Linked DNA regions of Mus musculus: region 1 is linked to region 2. A link is a contact called in public Hi-C data. All regions are on one chromosome and are shown on one strand. Each heading gives the region's core, a stretch centred on a gene start, on an enhancer-like site or on the middle of the called end of the contact. The rest is flanking DNA. Distances are from core to core; before and after follow the strand shown.

Evidence for each region. A called contact is a pair of places that touch in the nucleus more often than the background predicts.
Region 1: a contact with region 2 is called in a Hi-C map of liver, with 2.6 times the contacts expected there. The contact joins two enhancer-like sites. A contact is called at or near these places in 2 of 484 Hi-C or Micro-C datasets (embryonic stem cells and liver), 1 of 115 datasets of contacts at active chromatin or transcription factors (heart atrium) and 2 of 9 other capture datasets (adipose tissue and liver).

What each region holds. Positions count from the first base shown.
Region 1 is chr10:69,284,705-69,290,431 of GRCm38.p6, forward strand. It overlaps Rhobtb1 (Rho-related BTB domain containing 1), which reads left to right. Exons shown (of 11, transcript NM_001252637.1): 9 at 983-1,071; 10 at 4,246-4,351; 11 at 4,816-5,727. The coding sequence ends at 4,985. Among named protein-coding and RNA genes, the nearest start is that of Gm40685, 24 kb to the right of the region's middle. Within about 2 kb of position 4,232, at least 6 of the 459 cell types and tissues checked have an H3K27ac peak or open chromatin away from gene starts, as enhancers often do. A contact at or near this core is called in liver, where this site is marked.
Region 2 is chr10:69,162,215-69,167,464 of GRCm38.p6, forward strand. It overlaps a transcript of Rhobtb1 not described here. Among named protein-coding and RNA genes, the nearest start is that of Gm33263, 14 kb to the left of the region's middle. Within about 2 kb of position 3,832, at least 18 of the 459 cell types and tissues checked have an H3K27ac peak or open chromatin away from gene starts, as enhancers often do. A contact at or near this core is called in liver, where this site is marked.

The DNA.
Region 1 (5,727 bases), core at 2,982-5,481, 120 kb after region 2:
CACATTTTATGTCTTGTTTACCTGTTTGTTTTGCATTTGTTTTATTGTTTTTAGCTACATTGTATCTCAGGTAGCCCAGGCTGGCCTCAAACTCACTATGTAGTTGAGGAAAACCGTGAACTTCTCATTCTTCTATCTCCAGTTCCCAAGTGATGGGATCGCAGGTGTGGACCACCATGCCTGTTATATGCAGTGCTGGAATTAAACCTAAGTCTTCAGGCTTGGTAGGCAAGCACTACACCAACTCAGCTACATCCTCAATTTCTAATTCCCCAAGGAGACTTGGTCCCCTGTTATTTAATCTTTGAAGATACCCTCACACTGTGACTGCAGTCATAGGATCCTATAGACATGCTAGACCTCCAGAAACCACGCTGTCTAATAGAACCGTCTTCCAGCAATGGATATGCTCTGTGTCTGCACATTCCAAGATGGTAGGCATATGTGGCTACTGAGCACTTAACAGGGCTGGTGTGGCCAATGAGCGAAATATTAATTATCTGCATTTAAATAGTCACAAATAACCCATGATTACCATCCTAGGCAGGGTCAGGAAGGTCTGGAGGATTCTGAGTATTCTAGAAGCACAGACCCGAGCCCTCTAGAATGGTGCGTCTCAATCTTCCTAACACTCTGACCTTGACCTACAGACCCCTCGATCATAAAATCATTTCATTGCCACTTCATAACTGTAATTTTGATAACTATAATGATTCGTAATGTGAATATCTGATATAAAGAATATCTGATATGTGACACACACACCCCACAAAAGGACCGAGACCCAGAGGTTGAGAAAGAACAGCTCGCCTAGAGCCTTGCTTGGAGTCTGAATCAGCCCTGGATTCATTTGCAGTGTCTGTCCAGAACTGTGTCCTTCACCTCCTGTCTTTCTCTAGAGGTATCCAGACCAGCCCCTGCAGGCCAGGAAGGCTGGCTTAGGGTGGACATCTTAACCCTGTCCTGCCCTATCTTCCCCCAGAGCAGCATGCTGTCCAGGAGCTCACCAAGGCCGCTGTCAGTGGTGTGAGCATCGATGGTGAAGTTCTCTCCTACTTGGAGCTGGCACAGGTAAGTTTGCAGTCCTTTACTTTCTATCTCGGGCGTGTCCCATGAGCCCACTTTCACGCTGACAAAACATCCCACTGTCACTTCACCCAAATAAAGATGCCACAGAGGTATGCCTGTATGCAGAGGAGATCAGAGAGTTTTACATTTCAGGCGACATTCCATACTCGCCAGAAAGAACAGGGACCCCCCACACACACATCCAGTACCTGTCTCACCCTCCTGAGACAGTGGGTTTTATAGACAAGAGAACATCCAGCTTAGGGGGGATATCTTGCCTCTTCCTTCTTTGAGTTCTTGGACAAGAATTTGGCCAAGAACAATTAATTTCTAGAACATTCCATAAAGCTTTGTACATGCCCCCCCACCCTGAAAACGAACAGTTTGCTGAAGCTCCCCTGCAGTTTTCTAAGATCGGGTTTGTTAGTATCCGTGTCTATGATCCCTACACAAACTTCATCCATGCATGTGCGTAGACAGGTGTCTTAGTTAGGGTTTTACTGCTGTGAACAGACACCATGACCAAGGCAACTCATAAAAACACTTAGTTGGGACTAGCTTACAGGTTCAGAGGTTCAGTCTATTATCATCAAGGATGGGAGCATGGCAGCATCCAGGCAGGCATGGTGCAGGCGGAGCTGAGAGTTCTACATCTTCACCTGAAGGCTGCTAATGGAAAACTCACTTCTAGGCAGCTAGGATGAGGGTCTTAAAGCCCACACCACAGTGACACACCTACTCCAACAGGGCCACACCTTCTAATAGTGCCACTCGCTCGGCCGAGCATATACAAACCACCACAATGTATACACACATACTCACACACACACACACACACCTCTTCCAGAGAAAGGTAATGTCCAACTAAAGCCTTGGGCACAAAGATAAACTCTGCCTCTGTCTCCTCATCCACAAGACATGAAAATGGCAACCTGTGACCTCCCAACCTTACAGACTGAGAACCAAGGGAGAAAGAATATTCAAGAGAGAGCTGTGAAGCAGATATGGAAGGTTTTCTAACACTGCAGTGTGTAGGCAGAGTGATCCAGTCCCGGCATAGACTTATCAACAGCCGTTTACATTCCAGAGACAGAGGATTCAAAATAAATTCTAAATGCATGTTTTGTTTTGTGTATGTGCATGCGTGCATAAGGTGCATTTGTACGTGTGTGTGTGTGTGTGTGTGTGTGTGTGTGTGTGTGTGTACATATGCATACTTCATAAGTGCATTTTCCTTTCTTCCTGTGGAGTTTGGGTTTCTTTGTTCAGGGCTGTGCTAACTAAGTCTTAGGTCAGGCCATTTAAATGGACATTTCCCAATCACAGGGGAAGAGGTGACCTCAGAAAGGGGACAGTGGAAGTATAGCAGGTGTTGCTCAGCCCAGCCAAGTGTGGCCATAGGCGATCGCTCCATTCATGGGGAGGAGGTAGACTGGGACATGGAACGGCCAAGTCCCTCTGGCTTGACACTTGACAAGAGTACTTGTTGTATGATTCCCAAATCCCTCAAAGATCTCCAAGCAGCAGATTCTCTGCTTTGAAAAGTAAGTGAGAGAAATAGACATGAACACAGATTCCTAAAACCCGATCTGAAAACCCATTCAATGAGGGCCAATCACGCACTGCAGTAAGAACCCCAAGGCTTCGCCAGAACTAGCTGTCCAGAATTCGATTCTCTCCATAAGCACCCTGCATAGAAGAAATTGGAATGACTCAGAATGCCCTACTGGACAATTCACTGGGAGTAAAGATGTGACATTTGCTGTCTTCCCTCCTGGCTCCTCCCCACCTGCCTATACACCAGTCTGTGGTATGATTACTAAGCCCGTCCAAACCCAGCAGGAAGTGACCATGATGCCTGTATCTTAACCCATCCTTTAGCCTTTAACCCAGAGAGGGTTTCAGTTAGCGGAGCCCTGATCCTTTGCTGTTGCTGACTTCCATGGTGTAAATTCCCCCACTGCGACCGCTCTGAACGCCAAAGACTGAGTCACTGAGCTCAGGTCGGGGAAGCAAGTCATGCAGCCAGTTCTCTGAGCTAGGACAGAACCACACACACACACACACACACACACTGCCCACCCAGTACCCCACTGCCCCAATCCTAAACTCAGACTTAAACTGAATACTCAGAGAAGCTGGAAGGACCAGCCTGCAACCATCTCCATGACTGGGGTTATGGGTTCTGTCTCCTCGGAGTGGCTTTCACAGGATGAATAGCCAAGCATCAGAAGAAGGGAGCTGGCTTTCCCAAGTTCCCCATTAGCTGAAGAAATACACAAGATGTGTGAATAAGGGCAAGGGTATCCTACCAGATCAGAGGAGACATGGGGGAGTGGACCATCTGGTTTGGGGACAACAGCTGTCACCTCCCCAGGCTCAGAAAAGCTGGGTGGTGTATTCAGATTCCCCCACCTCACCCAGATGCCCCTCTTACACAACCCAGAGGGCAGGTACAGGGCAGCCACTGCACACTGCCTTCTCCTCTTTCCATCTTTGGCCCCAGGCAAGCTGAGCTCTGACATGTGACACGGAGTATTCCATTGCTAAGGCTCCGTAAACAGAGATGACATCGTTTCTATCTGCTGCTGGCTGGTACTGTCCAGAGGGCACACATGGTCACCTATCACCAGAAGGGCCAGAGGGCAGGCCGGGCAGGAGAATCAGGCATACTTGAAACTTTCTGTGCAATATGGAGTTTATTTTGGGGACCATCTATCTCAGGAGGGAGCAAGGGAGGGTACATGAACACTGTATGTGGCTGACATCAGAGCCACAGTCCAAGTCAAACCCCTGAGGTCTAAACAAGAGCTTTCCTGTATTACAGGCCTTTATCTTCCTCCACCCCCTCTCCCACCCTCATAATGTTTCTAGTTTCTTTGGAGGCTTGCTTTAATCTTTGTAACATTTATTGGCCACGTATACATGCACACTTGTGTCCATGTATGTATGTATGTATGTATGTATGTATGTATGTATGTGTACATGCTACAGCATGCCTTTGGAGGTCAGGTGAATTGCAGGGGTCGGGTCCCTTCTACCTCCATGGGGGCCTGGATATCAAGCTCAGTTATCAGGCTTGGCCGCAAGCACCTTGACCTGCTGAGCCATAGCACTGGCCCATTGCCTCGCTTCAGCAAACAAGAGTCTGAGCCCAATCTGGTCCCCTTCCTGCAGTTTCACAATGCCAATCAGCTAGCTGCCTGGTGTTTGCATCACATCTGCACCAACTACAACAGCGTCTGTTCCAAGTTCCGCAAGGAAATCAAATCCAAGTCAGCAGGTAAGAGCATGTCTGCGAGCTCCCTGCCATCCATTGCTTGCCCTCTCTAGATAAACCCCTTGGGAGGGGCCAGACTCGGTGGTCAGTTCCCTTTGAGTGTGCGGAAGTCACACATTCAAGTGACGTGACCCAGAGAATTTTCGGTTAGGGGAATCTCTTTGCAGGATGTCTTACTTAGAGAAGAAGGGAGTGGAGTTGAGGGTACCCCACTGCAGAGCATGCCAACATAAGGCCTCCCCTCATTTAGGGGTACACAGCCAGGGTCTAACTCTGAATAAAAATCAAGTGGTTTTGGGTCTGTGTGCCTAGCATAGAGTCTACACATTAGACTTTAGTCTCAGCATCTGTGGGCAGCCATGCCAGCATGCTGGGAGGTTTACGAATGGCAAAAAGCAGGACTGAGCATCCAGGACAGTCTTCGGGCAGCAGGAATCACGGGCAGTCTCTTCCCCCTCTCCCCGCAGACAACCAGGAGTACTTTGAGCGGCACCGCTGGCCCCCTGTGTGGTACCTGAAGGAGGAAGACCACTACCAGCGTGTGAAGAGGGAACGAGAGAAAGAGGACCTGGCGCTGAACAAGCACCATTCAAGGAGAAAGTGGTGTTTCTGGCATTCGTCCCCAGCTGTCGCCTGAGGAGGAGAGAGGGGACCGTCACCCGCTAAGGGCCACCTCCACTGTTGACAGCTCTACTATAAAAACCAGTCTCCTTAGCCATCCGCACAGTTGGGTCTGGGGCCCTGGCTTTTCCACTCGTGTGCATTTACCTCCACCAGGATCAAAGCACAAGCCCTGCCACCAATGAGCAGGGACATAAAAGGAAAGCTGACTGACTCTGAAGTCCTTCAACCAGAATGTCCTTTTGGTTTTTTTCTTTCTTGGTTAGGAAGCTACTACACTTCAGTCCGTTACTTTGTTCCTTTTGATACAAAGAAAAAAAAACAAAATCCAGCTTTCGTGTCTCAGATTCCAGATTGGAGAATATTTTTCTATGGACTCTTGTATTTCACTGAGGTGACAATACTGTGTATTACTTTATTTTATAGGCCACACATTGACCACGAAGCTGCCCCCCCCCCCGTGACTCTTTCAGCCCACGTGACCACTGAGCATCACTCATAATTACAGAGTTATCCTTTCGTTGGGAGGTAAAGGGTTGAGCTGAAGAGGCCTGAAGTATTCAAGCTAGAAGCGCTTAATCTTTGCTCTGATGAGCCACGTTGGTATAATTATGTATTTACAGGATCTCCTTTTTAAGTGCTAGTAATTACATGGTTATCCGTGCCATATAGCTACAGTGAGGGCAAATATCCTACTGTTTAAGAGGTCTAGATTCAAAGAGGACAATCCTTACAATCATTACAAGGGCTTATTCCAC
Region 2 (5,250 bases), core at 2,582-5,081:
AGGAAGAAGTTTGAAACCAGTCTTGGGAACTTAGGGAGACATTGCCTGTCTCTAATTTTTTTTTTTATTTAAGGGAGGAGGTAAGAGAAGAGGAGTAAGAAAACATACTAAATATCTAATTTCCCAGCGAGAATTTTTATAAGAAAAAAAAAGGTGAATTTCCAAAATTAAAGAAAAATGATGTGCCTCTCTTTATGGCATATCTAATATAGCTAATAATCCCTTTCTTAATTAGCCATGTAATTATAACTCAACAGAAAATTTCCCTGATGAATGTAGTAACCTACTTCGGAGAGGGAAGCGGCACCCAGTAGCCACTCCTACCTAGAACTTTGACTCTTTCTCAGCCCCCATTTATTCTCAACCTGGACACCCTCAGGAGAGAGAAGGTGCAATCTAATGGTTCCAAGGACTGGGTGCAGGCGGGCTAAATTCATCTGTCTCGGGTGTGTTCAGTTTCCTGTTTCCTTTATTCCTTGAAGAATATCCACTCCTTTTCTGTTCCTGCCGCCAGTGTGCTTTAAGTGTGAAACTAAAAACAAGTCTAAGGCAAATTCTGTCTCTTTGCCCAGGAGCAAGGCTCCTTCATTGTCCCTCCTTTCCAGCTTGCCAAAAATACAAAGGCGTTTATTTCCACCACATCCTACACAAGATTAGGGAAAGGATGTGTGTGTGTGTAGTGTGTGTGCATGTGTGGCGTGTATGGGGTGTGTGTGTGATATGTGGTGTGTGGTGTGTGTGTGTGTGTGTGTGTGTGTGTGTGTGTGTGTGTGTGTAGTGTGTGTGTGTAGTGTGTATGCATGTGTGGCGTGTATGGTGTGTGTGTGTGTGTGTGTGTGTGTGATATGTGATGTGTGTGTGTGTGTGTGTGTGTGTAGTGTGTGTGTGTGTGTAGTGTGTGTGTACTTGAAATTCCCAAGCATGAATGGTGTTTTTATTTCTATTTCTTTGGTTAGCTTTTGTTTGGTATTTTGTTTTTCTTTTGAGGCAGTCTTTTGTAGCCTAGGCTGGCCTCAAACTCATTTTGCAGTTAGAATTGCCTTGAACTTGTCATTTTCCTGCCTCCACGTCCCTAGTGTACCACCACGCCCAGTTTTATGCAGTGGTGATGACTGAGCCCAAGGCTTCCAGAATGTTACCCAAGCGTTCTCCCTACACGCCCACCTCTCCAGCCAAAGAGCACATTTTGTTTGGTTGGTTGGTTTGCTTTGCTTTGCTTTTGCTTTTACATCACATGTTTTATCCTTAGTTAAAAATGCACTCAAACATGACAGTTGGCACTGTAGCAAGGCATTGATACTGAATTCTCATGGTGTGGCAAGTTCTACACACTCTTGTACCATTACAATATTTGGATGTGTTTGCACCGCATTGCAAACTCTTATCTGTCATCCAGTTCTGGATCAGATCCATTCAATGTGGGCAGACATAATTATGCGGTTTAATTCATTTAAACGGACATATTTGCCCCCTCCCCCCATCTTTCTCACGGCAATAGTGGCTGTTCACCATCTTGCTATTACTCCAGATCTTCCAACAGTTCTCTGCATCATGCAGAGTCAAAGGCTCTGGCCTCCTAGACCACATTTCCCTCTCTCTCTCTCCTCCCCAATTTTAGTCTGTCCCAGACCCTCTGCGTCTTTTAAGTTCAGCCTGCCTCAGGGCCTTTGCACGTTCACTTACTGTTCTCCAGTATGACTTGATCGCATATAGCTGTCCTCAGCTTCTAGTCTCTGTTCAAACGTTGTTACACATACCGCCACCCCCTGCTTTTTTTCCTTCCCAGTTTACTCCTCTACATGACTTATGTCTCCCTCAGATAAATTTCACATTTAACTCCCTTTTCCTTTTTGGCACATGAACTACGAGAGGGTAGGGATTGCTGTTGGTTTTACCTACTGGTATCCCAAGTGCTGCACTCATGGACAAATATTAGTTATGTTGGCTTATATCTTTATTAACTTTTTTTCTCTCTACCTTGAACGCTTTATTTTGCCTTCCTTTCATTTTTTTGGTCTGGTATTCTACCTTTATCCTAGTTCCATTATGGTAAGACCCAAGTTGCCTAAGTAACTCTAAGCAGAAAGAGTAACTTAAGAGGTAGGATAAAAGCTGATCTCAAATGGTACCACAGAGCCATAGTGACGGAGGCAGCATAACCCTGCCATGAAAATGGACATATTGCAAATGGAAAATGGAAAATTTTGCTCCCTGTTAGATTTGGGAAGCAGATGACATTTCATTTTTCTTGTCTTTACCCCTATGGAGTTTAACAGGATAAGTCTGCATTTCAGCCACTTTCCTGGCCCTAATATTTTTGTGATCAGACAAGAACACGGTTAGCACTTAGATAGTAAGTTATCTAGTACAAATCAGGTTCCCAATGAGGACACTCTTGGGCGAATCATGATGGGGTGGAGGATTGGAAACACCAAGCCTACTGATAGTTAATGAAAAGAAAAAAATGAAGATATTTCCTTTATAGCCGAGAACATTTTCCTCCACACATAAAACAAATATCGGGCACTTAATGCTGATCCAAGAGGGGGGAAAAAATCTACCTTCCCACAACTGGAAATATAGTTCATGACAAGGATTTTTTCTTAGTGATGTCATGTGACACACTGGTTAGAATAGCAGTGTCTGAGACATCTCTGGCCAGCCATTTCTCATTTCTCAGTAGAGGAGATAGAATCTCTGTATCTATGCCTTCCATTAAAAGGCATGAGGAGCTGCTAGAGAGATGACTCAGCGGTTAAGAGCATCGACTGCTCTTCCAGAGGTCCTGAGTTCAAGTCCCAGCAACCACATGGTGACTCACAACCATCCATAATGAGATCTGATGCCCTCTTCTGGTGTGTCTGAAGACAGCTACAGCGTACTCACATATAATATAGAATTCTTTATATATATATACCATTCCATGTTTTATCATTTCGCAGAGGGACCTTGAAAATGTTAAAGAGTGCTGGGTGGATTCCAGGTTTGCTAAAGTCAAGTCTTCTAAACAAGCCTCCTTTCAGAAAAGGATTCCAGTCTCTGCTGCTCAGTTCTCTCTTGTGCCCTCTAGTGGCGTTTCTAGGCATAAGGGAAAAAAGTATGACTTTACCTGAAAAACCCACAACATTGTGAGCAGTGCCAGAGCTATAGGACCTTGATTTGCCTCTCTGCTGCTGACCTTGCCTCTCAGGTTGGCACTGCGGTCTGTTTAGCGTAAATATGCAAAGACCACCACCTTCGATTGTTATATCAGCCTCCATCTCCATTTGCCACGTGCAATAAAGCAAAGCCCAGAGCGAGATAATATATCTTCTACCGAATTAAAGAAAACCTGGACCCCTATTCCCTTTGCAATATTGTGCCCCCATTAGTGAGAGATCTTACGCTCTTTAAAAAAAAAAAGCCTCTTGGAAATGTCCCAAGGGATGTGAACAGCTAAGAACTTTGTCTCAAAAATGGAGGAGCGAACCAGTAAAATGTTTTAACCTAGCTGATAGCTCCCGAGAAGCTTTGAAGGATTCTGAAGACACCATTAAAAATTAAATAAAAAGCCTCAGCTTGGATTTGTGCATGCTTCAATAGGCAAAAAAGTTATATTTAATGCAGAGGGTGTTGAATCTGAATTAGTACAAATATTATTAATTTAATGTTCATACTGCATTTTATGGTTTATAAACTGGTTTGCCATAATTTTATACACTTTCCTCACAGTGGCACTATAAAATATATCAGCGTTTTATTTTTTCCGCTTGATGGATGAGGCGAGCCTTAATAAGTGATTCATTTCTTTCCTGTGCATATTGGTTAACTGGTAAATGATTAATTTATGTCTACATGAACTTCATCACTCAGAGTATTTATTTAAGTGTGAGTTGGTATTTATTTTGCCTGCAAAGCATTACAGTATCCAATTATATATGCATGTTTTAGAGGCAGTAAAGCAGGCACCAAAGGCTAATGCAACATTAAGTCAGATTTTAAATCCATAGTAAATTCCAAGTTAAGGTATTTAAATCAGCAGCCCCCCTTCCTCGCTGCTCATGAGGGTGAGAAATGGCTCCTCTCTAAAACAGCAAAGGGGCACCTGGGCAGTCACCAAGGAAAGACGCATTGAGATTTTTCAGAGTTCAGAATATTAACTAAAAAAAAAAAAAAAAAAACAACCCAAAACACTGACCCATTACTTTCAATGAGGACAGAAAAATAATCAAGTTCTTTCCATAAATCTGCCTGCACAACTGTTTCCTGACCGACTGTGGAGCTCTTGATTTGCCTCCCTTTGGTCTTCTCTTAGTGGGCTTTGTCAACTTTGCACCCTTAAAGTAACTGTTTCCGTGATCACTGTTTCCTTTCCTACTGTTGTGGCTGGAATCCTCTGGACAAAAGCATCTTATGGAGGAAGAGCTTGTTTTTGCCTCACAGTTCAAAAATCCCACAAGCGCCGGGGAGTCAAGTCCGCCTACGTGGGAAGCAGCCAGTCACATTTCATCCAAGCTCAGGAAGGAGAGTGGGGTGACGAATGCGTCTTTCTGCCTTCTCAGTTCACACTCTCTATTTAACCAGTTCTGGACGCTAGGCAAGAAACGGTGCCATCATAGACGGGGTCTTCCCATAACAACACAGCCATCACCCACAGGCATCCCAGTCCCGCCTCCCAGAGGATTCTAGATTCTGTAGAGCTGATTAATGACGTCACACCATGCTTGTATAGAGAAGCCTGGGTAAAACCACATACAAGGATGTGCTGGGGTCCGCTTTAAAAGACCTGCAAGTTCTTTTGCTTCCTCCTCAGCACTATCTCCAGGGCTGTGAGTTAACATCTTTCCCAGTGTGGAAGGTGACTAAACTCTAAGATTCCCAAAATGTTTCCTCCCTCAGCTCTGATTCAGCTGCAGGGGGAGCAAGGTGGGGGGTAGCGAGGGGGCCGCATCACACTGCTTCTGATGCCCCTCTCCTGCCGCTTACACCGTGATACCGTGATGTTTCTCTCACGATACCCTCCCTATCATGATAACCAGGAAATGATGTCGCTACCATGATAACCCCTATCACGTTGCCCCTACCTGGATACCTCTGTTATGACTCTTCCATCTTGCTGTAAATTCAATCCAACAATTTAGGATGGAGAAGCAGCAGAAAATTAATTTTATTGAGTCAGCTAGAATATGCTTTCTTTATGTGCTTTCTGTAACCTCCCTTATCTCCAGACCTCAGAACTCTTTGAGACAATTAGACCTAGACTTAAAAAAT